Linked DNA regions of Sus scrofa: all the other regions are linked to region 3. The links are chromatin contacts, called in public HiChIP or PLAC-seq maps. All regions are on one chromosome and are shown on one strand. Each heading gives the region's core, a stretch centred on a gene start, on an enhancer-like site or on the middle of the called end of the contact. The rest is flanking DNA. Distances are from core to core; before and after follow the strand shown. Region 1 has its middle 50 kb from the start of CGNL1. Region 2 has its middle 33 kb from the start of CGNL1. Region 3 has its middle 64 kb from the start of TCF12.

Region 1 (4,689 bases), core at 1,886-4,385, 440 kb before region 3:
GCAATGCCAGATCCTTACTCTACTGTGCCACAGCAGGAACTCCTATCTGGGTTTTCTTTAATTAACAGTCATCTTTTGATATTCTGACTACTTGGTCTTTGTTGCAAAAACTCATACTTATCCTGGCTCCCTCCCTTACCTCTTCTGAGTAGTCCCTCAGAGCAATTTGAGAGACGGTCTCCCAGGCTTAAGTCCTCAGAATGTCTGCCGAATAAAATTTAATTCTCAAAATTAGGCTGTGTATTTTTTTTTTTTTTCCAGCGGACATCACCCATGTCTGCTGAATTCCAGAGCCCCAGCTGGAGTTTACTCTTAAAAAGGAATAGTCTGCAAGCACCCTCTTCTCAGTGGTAAACAGTGGAGGGCAGGCTCCTTTGTTTTTCTTGGTTGGTGGCAAATGTTGCTTTTGAAAAGGTGGGTTTGGGGGAGGTTAAACCTTCATCTGAGAGCTAGGTTTTAGGAACAATGTTAAATGAGTGGGAGAAAGCTTTAGTGGGGAGGGGGCTTCAAAGTGATCCTGAAACACAGACTGCTGGGCCTTCTCCTTCCCCACACCCACGTCTGCTGGAGTGTCTGCTCCAGCCCTGCCCACGCTGCCCAAGGGCCTCATTCCCCATTGTATCTCCTGTCCTTTGATGTTGGATAAACCCAATTCATCTCTTTCATATCACTACAAAGGAGCCTCCTAATTGCTTTGTTTAGATAGTCTCTTTTCCAAATATTAAACATTTGGTCTTCCCAGGCCCCCCAAGCTCTTAACATCATCGAGGTTGTTGCAAAATCCACTTTCCCCCAAACTGGTTGGCAGATGCTTCTCTTCCCATTCCCAGCCTCCCTGGGCAGATCTGGACACGTCACCTACCCACATTCCTTCCCCCATGCAGGCTGCCCTGGGACACAGCCCTTTCTCGGGAACAGGGTCATTGCAGTATGGTTCTGAGTCCTGTGGGGACTCCCCAGAGAATCCTCAGAGAAATGGGGACACTCTGGTCGCATCAGGGATTGAGGTGCCTGTTTTCCCCTAGGTAGGCACGTGAGGTAACTTGGCCCCTGGTGTGGCAGCTCCAACACCTAGACCAGGGCTATCTGCCGGCTGGTGAGAGAGCAGATACCTGCAATTTCCAGACCACAGGCTGCCTCGATGGCATGTGTCTCTCAAGATACCACCCGCTTGGTACCTGGGGGTACAGTGGGCTCTCCTTCTCCTTCAAAACCCCACTCTCGGAGTTCCTGTTGTGGCTCAGTGGTTAACGAATCCGACTAGGAACCATGAGGTTGCGGGTTCGATCCCTGGCCTTGCTCAGTGGGTTAAGGATCCAACATTGCTGTGAGCTGTGGTGTAGGTTGCAGACTTAGCTCGGATCCCAAGTTGCTGTGGCTGTGGTGTAGGCCAGTGGCTACAGCTCCGATTCGACCCCTAGCGTGGGAACCTCCATATGCCGCAGGAGCGGCCCAAGAAATGGCAAAAAGACAAAAAACAAACAAACAAACATAAAAACCCCCACTCTCATCCTGGAGCACCCTGCCACCGCCCAAGCTCGCTGGCCCTGCCACCCTTTCCTTAGGGAAGTTGGCTCACATTGCTTCCTCCTCCACAGCTGTCAATGTTCTCTCTGCTATGGCCTCCCTCCCTTCTGGTCCCATGACCCTTGGCCACCTGATGTCATCCCGGGCACCACCCAGGCTAGGCTCCATTGTCTCCCTGTCCTGCTGTCTCTCTCTAAGGTTCCCAGAGGGACTTTGCAGCCTGAGGCTGCTTCTTGGAGCTCCCTCCTGTCTCCTCTCAGACCTCACTGCTCTGGCTCAGCAGAAAACACCCTCCATCCCCCTGCAGATGTGGGGTCAGGGAAGGTTTCAGAAAGGACACTAGAATGGAATCTTTTTACTTTCCTTCCTGCCTTTCTCTCCTCCCTCTTTCAACTTAGTGTCATGAAAAACGTCAAACATCTCAAAATAAAGCACATAGCGAACTCCCATGTATCTGTCACCCAGGTTTGACAATGATCAATTCAGCCAATCCTGTTCCATCTAAACCCTTTCATCCCACCCCCACCACCCGACACTGAAGCTACTACCAGACATCCCATCATTACCTCTGCAAACAAGGCAGTATCTCTAACAGACAAGGACTTTAGAAAAACAATCACATCCAAAAAACATAAACAATTCTTTTCTTTTCTTTTTTTGTCTTTTTGTCTTTTAGGGCAGCACTGGCAGCATATGGAGGTTCCCAGGCTAGGAGTCTAACTGGAGCGCTTGCTGCCGGCCTATGGCGGCACAGCTCTCAGCAGCTTGGGATCCTTAACCCACTGAGAGATATTGAACCCGCAGCCTCATAGATGCTAGTCAGGTTCGTTAACCCCTGAGCCACGACAGGAACTCCTTTTTTTTTTTTTTTTTTTTAGCGATTATTTTCTTAACGGCCATTTTTTGATTTGTTGCACCCATGGTTTGCTTCTGTCAGGTGGGTTAGAAAGTGCCCCCTGGGTGCCATGTACCTCTGAACACATCAGTTAATTCTCATAACTGTTATGTGAACTAATATGATTATAAATTATCCCCATTTTATAGAAGAGGAAACTGAAGTTCAGAAGGGTTAAATTTTGTTTTGTTTTGTTTTGTTTGTCTTTTTAGGGCCGCACCCGCAGCATATGGAGGTTCCCAGGCTGATGGAGAGGGTCGAATTGGAGCTGAAGCGCCGGCCTACACCACAGCCACAGCAACGTGGGATCCAAGCTGCTTCTTTGACCTACACCAGAGCTCACAGCAAGGCCTGATCTTTAACCCACTGAGCGAGGCCAGGGATCATACCGGAGTCTTCATGGTTAACAGTCGGGTTTGTTAGCCTCAAGAGGAACTCTCTGGAGGGGTTAAGTTTGGATTGGCCAAATCTCACAGCTGTTAAGTCATAGGTTCCTCCTTCGTCCAGCTGTCCCCCCACCACCCGCCAGTCCTCACTGGAAAGCTCTAGAAATGCTTTGTAATAGAGTAAGATGACACCTGCTTCCCGGCTGCAGGAAACCGGATCATTTCACTACTTCTACTCAGGTCTCAGGGTGATTAGCCTCTCCTCATCCAACCTTTCTCGAAGTCTAGGGGAGCTGAATTCTCCCCTGCTGGCAGCCTCAGCCCCCAGGGGGCAGTGCAAGCCTAGAGCAGGCACTTCAAAGCATCCTGCTTAATTGCACCTTCCAGTGTGTTGCTAGGGAGGATGCAAAGCAAAGAAACTAAAAGCATATCCTTGCATTAAGGCACCCCCTCCTCAGCACTCTTTGTGCTCAGGGGCTGGCCAGGAGTAGGCAGGAGGCACTCAGGTGCTGGGACGTGTTTACCTGCTTCTTCCTCGCCTTCCTGCACCCCCCGCCCCCGGACAGAATAGTTGCTTTGTGTTTTCTTTCCTTTCTTCCTGCCCCTAATTAGGGATTATGCTTGGGAATCAAGCTAATTAATCTCTGCCAGTTGGGGTGAGATCAAGCTCCTCGCACTATCAGTGTTGATCAATACCTCCCTGATGACAGAGTCTGGAAAACAACCCTGCTCTTTTCAGCGCAGGCTTTAATGAGGGGGAGGTGAGATGGCCTGGGGGCGGTCTGACGTGCATGGGTGTGGTGGCTCAGCCTGAAATGATGGAGGTGTCAGGAGGGGCCCCTGGGACTGGAGCCTGAGTGTGCGGTGGTCCCACAGGCAGGACATCCTAATGCCATGGCCCTGCAAGGCAGGGGCTGGAGTTCATTGCTGGGCCGCTTTGAAACTTACCCAAGTTCACTGAACTGAGTGTGGTTGCTGGGAGTAACCAGACGACAGAGAAAATGCACCATGGTTGATGGTTGGGTGTATTTCAGGACAAGAGCCTGTCCCCAGCACTGGTCCAACCAGGACCAGCTGTCCAGGAGAAAAGACTCAGGCTTGTAGGAAAGGTCCCAAAAAAGGCCAGAGAAATAGGAGAAAGCAACAATTATCAAAGGGCTGCAAGGGATAGAAAAGGAAGACCTCACCCTGGGAGCAGGGGAAAAGTAGTTTCTTTGGAGCGTCTAAAAAACCCCATGCTGTCTCTGGGGGTCCTCACAGCCTAGGCAGATGAGAGCTTCAGAGATACACCAGTGGTCCTGTCCTCCAGAGGGGAAGACATGGTTGAGTATCTTCCCAAAACTATCAAGAAACCACAGAAGGAAAAAGTATTAAATGAAAGAAACTGAACTTGAAGGAACTCAGGATGTTACACCTTCAGGTCTTTAAGACCTTTCCATCAGGTCTATACATATATGTGTGTATATATATACACACACCCATCTGTGTATATATATGTATATATATAAAATATATCAAATATATTAAACGAGCTCAAATCCCACATCAAATAGCAATTTTATTTTGCCATAAACATTTGAGGAGTTCCCTTGTGGCTTAGCGGAAACAAATCCAACTAGTAACCACGAGGATACTGGTGCAATTCCTAGCCTCGCTCAGTGGGTTGTGGATCAGCATTGCCGTGAGCTGTGGTATAGAGGTCACAGATATGGCTTGGATCTCGCGTGGTTGTGGCTATGGCATAGGCCGGCAGCTATAGCTGATAAAACCCTTAGACTAGGAACTTCCATATGCTGAGGGTACGTACAGTCCTAAAAAAAAAAAAAAAAAAAAAAAAGGTTTTGAAATGACTTTTTTTTTTTTTTTTTTTTTTTTTTTTTT
Region 2 (4,412 bases), core at 737-3,236, 460 kb before region 3:
TGACAGGGCGTCTGGGACATGGGCCTCCCTGGCCTCCTCCTCCAGGCTCCCCTGTCACAGCATAAGGTGCCACCACCTGCCAGTGCCAGCTACTTCCCTGACCCCAAGACAGACCCTTACCGCCCAGCCAGGGGGACTACCTGGGGGGCCGGATCTGCCCATCCCTGGGGTCTCAAGGGAGGGGAGGGGGAGTTCCCGTCGTGGCGCAGTGGTTAACGAATCCGACTAGGAACCATGAGGTTGCGGGTTTGGGCCCTGCCCTTGCTCAGTGGGTTAACGATCCGGCGTTGCCGTGAGCTGTGGTGTAGGTTGCAGACGCGGCTCGGATCCCGCGTTGCTGTGGCTCTGGCGTAGGCCGGCGGCTACAGCTCCGATTAGACCCCTAGCCTGGGAACCTCCATATGCCGCGGGAGCGGCCCAAGAAATAGCAACAACAACAACAAAAGACAAAAGACAAAAAAGACAAAAAAAAAAACAAAAAAAACAAAAAATCAAGGGAGGGGAGGGAGGGGCGTAGGAGGGAGAGGAAGCATGAACAGCCCCAGGAGAGGGATTAAAGTCAGCAGCACCCTCTCACTGTTTCCTTCCAAGCGCTCAAGCTCCAGCCCCTACTGCTTCTGCACTGGTGGCCACGCCCCCGCGCTTCGGGCACGTCCGGTCCGTGGCAGGTCAGGTGGAGTCGTTGTCTCTCCCGTGGCTCTTCTAACTGCAAATCCTGTGTACTTGGGCTCAGGTGTTCCTCCTGGCATGCGCAGTTCACGCCTCATCCTCCTAAAGAAAAACTAGACACCTTCGCTCACTCTTGCCTCTCTTTCACGGTTCCCTGCCCTTCCTCCTCCCCTTATGTGACTCCCTTCCCCAGGGGCTTCTCATCCCGGGTTTCTCCCGCAGGCCCCACTTTGTTGCCAGGCCCCACTGGGAAGATAAGAACTTCCACATTGATCCTAAGCTTTTAAAAGAGATGCTACAGAGAGTTCCCACGGTGGGGAAGCTGTAACAAACCCCACTGGTATCCATGAGGACGTGGATTCCATCCCTGGCCTTGCTCAGTGGGTTAAAATCTAGCTTTGCTGTAGGTGGCAGAGGCACCCCCACATCACACACACCCCCTTTCAGGAACCACACCAGTGCCTGGTTGGCATGGAGCTATAAAATTCTGACCCTCTCTGACCCTTTGCTGCTCTGAGGGGTCACCCAACCTCAGAATACCCAAGAAGGTCTGCTGAGATGCTCCCCAGCTACACTCCTCCCTCCACCCATGCCTCCTAGAGAAAGGAAAATTCTATGACTTTTATGTCTTGAAAGTAAGGAGGAATATTTTTTTAAAATATATGTTGGTGTAATATAAAAGAAGACAGATGTCTGAAGTTCTCACTGAAAAATTCACTCTGTTACAATACAGAGATATGTTGATTAGATTTGAATTCCAGAATTGGATTTAAGTGTTTTCAGATAAAATAGTCTAAGCCTACTTATTTGTTGGATAAGGAAGTCATAGAAAATCCTTGGATTTTTAACAGTATTACTGAGGAACTTCAGTGACAAGAATTCCTGGCATATCCTGTGACTGAAAAGGTAGCTTAGGTCTCACAGATGACCTGTTCTGCTAAAAAAATAAAATGTGTGCACGTAAAAAAAAAAAAAAAAAAAAAAAGCAAAAAACCCTCTTCCCTTTCCTTCCAGGATGTACAATCCAAGAACTCCCCTAACACCCCTCCCCCCACCCCAACCCCTGCATGGACCTCCTCTCTGGCTGGGTTGGCTTCCTGGGAACCCACTGCAGCAGAATCCCACAGGGGAAAGTGTTACCTACCCATGCAAAGCAGCAGGACAACAGTCTGGACCAGCTGGAGACCAGAGGCTAGAACACACTCTTTGTGGCCACGTAGGGCAGACTGTGTGGGCCTGGGTGTCTCCCATGTCTCTGTTTTTATCATCTGAGGAGCAGGCCTGTCGTGGCATTTTGGTTTCACAGTTGTTTTGGGACCCCTGCCAGTCAGGGCCTCTGACTGGGAGAACTTTGGCAAGACATTCACCCAACCACCCTGATCCCCCAGGTTACTCATTTCCAAGGCTTTTAAAAATAGAAGTGTGAAAACCATTTAATTGCCAAAAAGCCATGGGGTTCTGTGCTTCTGGGGCCCGGTCATGTTAGAAGGCGGCCTTGGGATATATGAGAAACACAAGTCCCTGTTTCCCCTTGCCTGTGACTCAGACGCACAGGCACACTCGGGGCCATTGTTGGGTGCCGGGTTCGAGTCACAGTTGGGCGGTGGTCATGCATAGCCATTTCTGTGCTGTAATTATGCAGGGTTGAGGGGGCTCCTGGAGCAGCCTCCTGCAACTCTAGCTTCTCCTTCAAGCCCTGAGCCATGAGCAGAGGGGATTCTCGCCCAGTAACTGATGGAGAGTCTGGGAGCCCAGACAAGTCATGAAGCCACAGCCTTGACATTTTCTGCCACTTATCTTCAAAAAGAAAACAGCAGAAACGCCTGTTGCCACGGGTCCAAGTAGGTTTCTTTAAAAAGCATTTTGAGAGCCTGGACTAAAGCAGGATAACATATCAAGAATTTACTTAAATGCAGCAATTTGGAATGGGTGATATTTTGCAGAATCGAGGCTGACGTCTACTTTGGTGGAAATGATGAGGGTGGAGTGGGCTGAGCAGATGATGGTATAAACAAGATGTCACTGCAGCCGAGAACGAGCAGGGTTTTCCAGAACTGAAAAATCTTCCATTTCCATGCACTAACTGATAAGCTAACAATAAACCATTTTCCTGTCTTCATTAAAGATCCCAAAGGAGTTTTCCTGCCTGAGATTTATCTCGCCTAACCTTCTACATGCACTTGGAGCAATAAAACTGCTTAGTTTGATAGATGTAATTCAGATTTCATTTTACTAATTGGCTGAGGCTTTCCCCACTTTAAGTGTGATAGGAAGTAGTTGGTGAAACACTACACCAGTTATTTAAAGTATTAATACATTGGTGATTTTGAAAATAACGTAAAATTATGTGTGATGATAATTTAGAAAGGGAGTGGGGTCAGTTTTGTGGATGAAATGTAATCCCAACACTAGGCTTTGTGCCCACCACGGCCACGTACTTAGAGGGTCAGTCACACTGTGCGATGTTGCCCAACTCCACACACGGATTTTGTGTCCTGCTCCCTGTCAAGGTTAAAGTATTTTGTCTGCCAGGAAGATGGTAGAGACCAAACATTCTGTCTGCTTCCCCAGCACCATCCGTCTGGGGGTTTGGATTTGATGCTTATGAAGTGTGTGTGTGTAGGGGGTGGTACTGGGAACTACTGGCATTTTTGTTCCTTTTTGCAGCAAAAAGATATTTTCTGGACCTGAGATTTGGAAATAGCCTCTTGCTTCCTCTCTTCACGGTTCCTCCTGGAAGCATCCAGGCTGAGCTGACATTTTCACACCTTAAAAATGCCTTCCCCATGGCTGTACATCTCTAAATAGGGAAGGGTACTCAGGTTTCTCGTCCTTGGCATTGAAAAATGCTTTAAAAACAAAAATCAGAAGGCCTCTGATTTGCAGAAATCTTAAGAAGTTTTCTTAATGATTTCTGGAAAAATAGCCTCTTCTACTGCTAGAGAGTAGTATCAGGCATGTGACCAGAGCCCTGTGCCCAGAAGGGCCCCACACTTGGTTTAATAGTCAGCTGTCACATGGACAAACCTTGAGGACATTATACTCAGTGGAAGAAGTCAGTCACAGGACAAAGAGTACATGATCCCACTTATATGAGGCACGTAGAGGAATCAGATTCATTAAAGACACAACAGAACGTTGGTTGCCAGGGGCGGGGAGGACAGGTGATGGGGAGTTACTATTTAATGGGATACAGAGTTTCCATTATGGAAGATGGAAAAGTTCTCAAGATGAATGATGATGATGGTTGCACTTAAGGCCACTCAAAAAAGGGGTAAAATGGTCAATTTTTTGTTATAGAGAGGTGACCACAATAAAAACAAAAACAGAATTCTGCTTATGCTGCTGTCTTGAAAGCGTTATTTTTTTTTAAAAAAACATGGGATCCCACTCTGTCTTTTTGCACTGGGCCTTGTAAATTCCATAGCCAGAACTGAGCAGCTTTTCTAGAACCTTAATGGAGATAAGTCTCCCGGGATCAGAAGATAAAGGTTCAGAGCCCTGCTCTGAGAGGAGTCTGTTTCTAACAAGCTCTCAGGCATCGCCGATGCCATGGTTTGTGGACTACACTTTGTAGGAAGGCTATAGAGCAGTGAGATCTAGTTCAGGTCCTAGAAAAGCACCAGGCATGGTTCCTACGCAACTTAGTCATTTTGAGGAGGGTGTGACTTTAGCTGTTCTTTGGCTAGTCACAGGATACACTGAAATTGGAGCAAAACCTTTTGCTGCTCCCCCTACATTAA
Region 3 (4,665 bases), core at 1,941-4,440:
GGTCCGAACCCGCAACCTCATGGTTCCTAGTGGGATTCGTTAACCACTGCGCCACGACGGGAACTCCCTTTCCTCTGTTCTTAAATGATTATGTTGTTTTAGTTTTTTTTTTTTAAACTAGGCATAACGGTGAGGTGAAAATCTTTGTTCTTTATTTGTTGCTTTAATAATACTTAGGTTATTTCCTTGGACTAATTTTGAATATAATTTCTGGATAAAAAAAAAAGACTATTGATTTGAAAGAAGTTTAGGGAGTAGAATCAGTCTTGGATGTAGGAGGTGAGGCAGAGGAAGGAATCTGATATGAGACTTAAGTTTTTGGCTTATGCAACTGGGTAGATGATGATGTCATTAACTAAGATTGGGAATATAGGTTAAGGTGGGTGTGTGCGTGGGGAATGATAACAAGTTCAGTTTGGACATGTTGTATCTGAGGATGATTATAGGTCATGTAGGTAGAGAACTTTTTATTAGGCAGTTGGAAATACAGGGCAGAGGCTCAGGAAAGGGTTTGGGGCTATAGATACAAATTTGGGATTCACAAAATTAGGGTTCCTGGATTCCTGGGATCCATCAGATATATTTTCAGGGCTCTGCGTTCACTAAATTGGTTTTTATGGTTTTGCTTTCATTTCAACAAATCTAGATCATCTGGGTGACCATTTTATGAATAGTGTTACCAAGTTACTTCAGTGTCTGCACTTATGTTTATGTTTATAATCTTACTGGTGCCAGGTATCACAGAGCCAGGCTTACTGTGTAAATGATGCAATCAGGTCAGGTGAAGACAAATTGGTGTCATGGTGTGCTCTTCCATATGAATGAAGGTTTCATAGTAATTTAAATAGAAAGTAGTGGGAGAACTGAATCATAACATCACATGATACAAGGTTCTATTTAAATTAAAAGGAACCTATGTTTTAGCAACCATCCCCATATTCACATTTTGATTTGGCACTACGTTTCAAAACAACACATCCATCCATATATTAATGTTTATTTGATTTTATGAGGTTTTTATTTTTAACTTTTTAGTTTAATTTGAATTCATTTTATAAAGTTCATGGTTATATACTTGTGTAAGAATTATAAGCATAAGGAATTTATATTTAGTTTTGTATTTAAATAAGTAAATATTATAATAAAAATAATCTTGGTCAACATTGAAAACTTAAGAGAAATATTTTTCCTGTGAAAGCCTTCTGTATATTATACAAATTTGTGCATGAGAGCTGAGCCATGGATTTAAGTGGGACTTATCCAGAGAATGTACAGAATGAGAAAGAAAAGGTGCTGAGAACAGAACCCTGAGAAGCAACAGTAATTAAGGAATTAATGAGGCAAAAGAAAAAAACTTGGAAACTCAATGTTAAGAGGATAATAAGGAAGCCAAAAGAGAAGAGGGTCCTTAAAAGGAGGGAATTGTTATGTTCTTAAAAGGCACTGATGGTCTTTGCCCAAATATTTTCGGTTGAATGCTAGTATCAGAAGTCATATTTTTGAATGTAAAGGAATGAATAAGAGGCAAGAATGTAGGAACAATGAGAGGAGACCTTTCTTAAAATAAGCTTGGTTATAATGAAAAGAAAAGAATGTTTCCAGAATGGGACATAAAGTCACCATAAATGCAAGTCCTTGAACAAGTTTATGTACTAAAAAGAAGGGTTTAATGGAGAAAGGGTCCTCATTTACGTGAGGAAAAAACAATTGAAAGAAAAAGGATATGGGACTCAATGTGATATGGATAACACATGGCAGGAGTACCCTTGAAACAGTCAGGTAATGTTACTTTGAAATGAGATATGAAGAAGTTTAAAAGCAGAACTGTAGTCATGCTTGGTTGCTTTTAATTTTCTATGAATTAGGGGCCAGAGTGATGGAGGGTAGTATTATAAATTTTTATAAGTTTTATGAAAACACTGGTGAAGATTTATAATAGCTATTAGGAGAAATGGGCAGGCAACTTATCATCAATATTGAGAACCTTGCTGAGATATGGATTCTTGTTTTAGCTTTGTCCCTTACTAGCTTTGTGTATTGGGCAAATAATTTAACCTGTCTGAATATTTGTAGAATAAGGAATTGGACTAGATAAATTATAAAGTTTTCTAGTTCCCAAAATGATTTAGAAGGTAAGTACTAAATCCCTTATCATATACAATCTGACACAAAAATATTTTATTTTCCTCTTTTAAGGATTTACCTTGGAAGGAGTTCTTGCTGTGGTGCAGTGGGTTATGCATCCAACTTCAAGTGGCCTGGGTTGCTGTGGAGGCTCAGGTTCAATCACAGGCCTAGCACAGTGGGTTAGGGATCTGTCATTGCTGCAGCTGTGGCATAGATTGAAGCTGCAGCTGAGATTAGCTCCCTGACCTGTGAACTTCCATATGCCACTGATGAGGCCACAAAAGAAAAAAAAGTCACCTTGGGAGCAAAAAAAAAAAAAGGCTGTTTTAGACTATATTTAATTTGAACATCCACGTGGAAAATTTAAAAGCCAGGTAGAATAAAAAGGGAAAAGGAATGAATGACTTTTTTTTTTCTTCTTTCAAACACAACAATAATCCACTGAGCCAAACAACATTCACAGAAAGATGCAGGAACTAGGATAAGAAAAAAGGTGAAAGAAATTGTTGCCAGTATTTTTTGGCCTCTAGCTGCTAGGAATTTGTGAGTGAATTCCAGCTATGGGTTAAGTTATTGTGCAATTCCATTGAGGAACTGAGGAAAATGAGACAGCCTGGAGGAATTTCTTGTAACAGAATCCACTCTGACGACCCAGCTGTATGTCTTTAAGGAAGGAGTGGCTCCAAATAAACAGAGGCTTCACGATGACTGAAAATATAACTTTAGTTAGTTCCCTCTCTGTGCTCTTAAGAATTTTGTTCGTAATTAAACTTGAAAAAATTAAAATTAATTGACAGTTTGAAATATGAATCAAACAAAAGTAACTTCCTGAAGATTATATCTGGCCTTGTAAAGAGAGTTAAGCCTTCATTCATCAATCATGGAATACCTATTTCTTTATTTTTCCTATGAGAAAGTTCTTTACATAAAAAAGACCAAAGCAATCTGAGTTGTGCCTGAAATGCCAGAAAATCCAGGATTACATGATTCACCGAGCAGTTTAGCCTGGGCTACTCAGGAGCCGCTTTTCTGAAGCTGTGTGCCTGCCCTACTCCCTTGTGTCCAGTCCTTGGTTAACAGCACGTCTGAGGAGGAGGAGACCTTTAGCAAAAGGAAGGGTTCCGGTCCTGCCAACTCTTACACTGTTTTTCTGTTTACTTTCTGCTTCTCTCATCAGAATGTGAGTTCCTGGAGATCAGAGAAATTGTTTAATTCATCTTTTTATCCCCAGAGCCTAGCTTGCACATAGCAACTTCCTACTATCTGCTTATCAGATAAATGGATGATGTAAATCTATGATTCAGTGTTCTAAGTAATTAAAGGCAGAGTGTATAATAATTTTCAAACATTCTTAAGGTATGGGCAATAATAGTTCTTTTTAGCTGTTTTAACACAAAAAGAAATGGTATCTGGCATCTTTGAAAACTGAGAATATTCTATCATCTATCTATCTATATTCATGAATACATGTGTGAGTATATGTTGTTTTTCTTATTTCCACACATCCCTTGCCAGGCAAACTTTCTAAGAGACCATCTTTATTTTGTTATTTCCTTAATTAAGGACCTATAATGGCTTCTAGTTGCATAATGTATTGCTTTAGAGTCTTAGAACAATCTAATGAAAAGCAGAGTTTTCAATTAAGTCCAAGATTTCATCAGCATTGTGTAATGGAAATTATATAGAATTATGTTATGTGGGCATAATTATTAATAAGTACTTATTTGAATACAAAGGATAGAAATTCAACTCAGATTAGTTTAAGGGAAAACAAAAAAGAAGGAATATGGAAGGAAAGAAAATATTTCTTTGAGAATATGGGAAATCCAGGAAATTGCATCTAGATATAGGCATGGCTGTTTCCAAAGGCTCAAAACAATGCTGTCAGGACTCTGTCTCTCTCTTTATCTCTGAGGTTCACTTATTCACTTATTTATTCTTGGCTTCATTCTTCAATAGGATTTCTTCTCTGCAAAGGCAACATGGCCTCTGGCTGCCTCCCTCAGGTTCACATTCTTCAAATTTAGCAATCTCCAAAGTAGGGGAACTCTTCTCAATCAACTCCAGAGGAAAATTTATGGGGAGAACTTTGCTTGGACTGAATTGGGTCATCACCCAGTTCTCAATCAATTGCTGTGGTGAAAGAATGGACTATTTTGATTGGCTAAATTTGGATCACATGTCCCTGTCTTGCGGCCAAGGGAAGGTGGAGTCCCATGATGACCATTTCCTTTAAGATCACTTGGAATGGGCTAGGGCAGTTCTCCAAAGGAAAATGTGTGTCTGTGGCCGGATGGGAAATGTATGGACCAAAGTATCTTTAACAGTCCACCATACCAGGGCTGAGAAGTAGTTGGTGTGTGCAAGTTGGTTGAACCAGTTGGCATCTATCCAGATAGATCAGGGGTTCGTTCTGAATGGCTGGTGTACATGCTGTACCATTGTTAACTATTTTGAATATCATCCCTACATGACAGCATTTCATCACTTACAAGTTAAAAATAACATATGTAATGCAATATGAGCACTGTTGAACAC

What was found. HiChIP or PLAC-seq counts read pairs in DNA pulled down with a chosen protein or histone mark.
Region 1: a contact with region 3 is called in an H3K27ac HiChIP or PLAC-seq map of skeletal muscle, with 4 times the contacts expected there. The contact joins two enhancer-like sites. A contact is called at or near these places in 15 of 47 Hi-C or Micro-C datasets (blood, embryonic fibroblasts, fetal liver and 7 more) and 1 of 2 datasets of contacts at active chromatin or transcription factors (skeletal muscle).
Region 2: a contact with region 3 is called in an H3K27ac HiChIP or PLAC-seq map of skeletal muscle, with 5 times the contacts expected there. The contact joins two enhancer-like sites. A contact is called at or near these places in 1 of 5 promoter capture datasets (liver), 17 of 47 Hi-C or Micro-C datasets (blood, embryonic fibroblasts, fetal heart ventricle and 8 more) and 1 of 2 datasets of contacts at active chromatin or transcription factors (skeletal muscle).

What each region holds. Positions count from the first base shown.
Region 1 is chr1:114,676,271-114,680,959 of Sscrofa11.1, forward strand. No RefSeq gene overlaps it. Among named protein-coding and RNA genes, the nearest start is that of CGNL1, 50 kb to the left of the region's middle. Within about 2 kb of position 3,136, at least 13 of the 83 cell types and tissues checked have an H3K27ac peak or open chromatin away from gene starts, as enhancers often do. A contact at or near this core is called in skeletal muscle, where this site is marked.
Region 2 is chr1:114,659,010-114,663,421 of Sscrofa11.1, forward strand. No RefSeq gene overlaps it. Among named protein-coding and RNA genes, the nearest start is that of CGNL1, 33 kb to the left of the region's middle. Within about 2 kb of position 1,987, at least 10 of the 83 cell types and tissues checked have an H3K27ac peak or open chromatin away from gene starts, as enhancers often do. A contact at or near this core is called in skeletal muscle, where this site is marked.
Region 3 is chr1:115,117,556-115,122,220 of Sscrofa11.1, forward strand. No RefSeq gene overlaps it. Among named protein-coding and RNA genes, the nearest start is that of TCF12, 64 kb to the left of the region's middle. Within about 2 kb of position 3,191, at least 12 of the 83 cell types and tissues checked have an H3K27ac peak or open chromatin away from gene starts, as enhancers often do. A contact at or near this core is called in skeletal muscle, where this site is marked.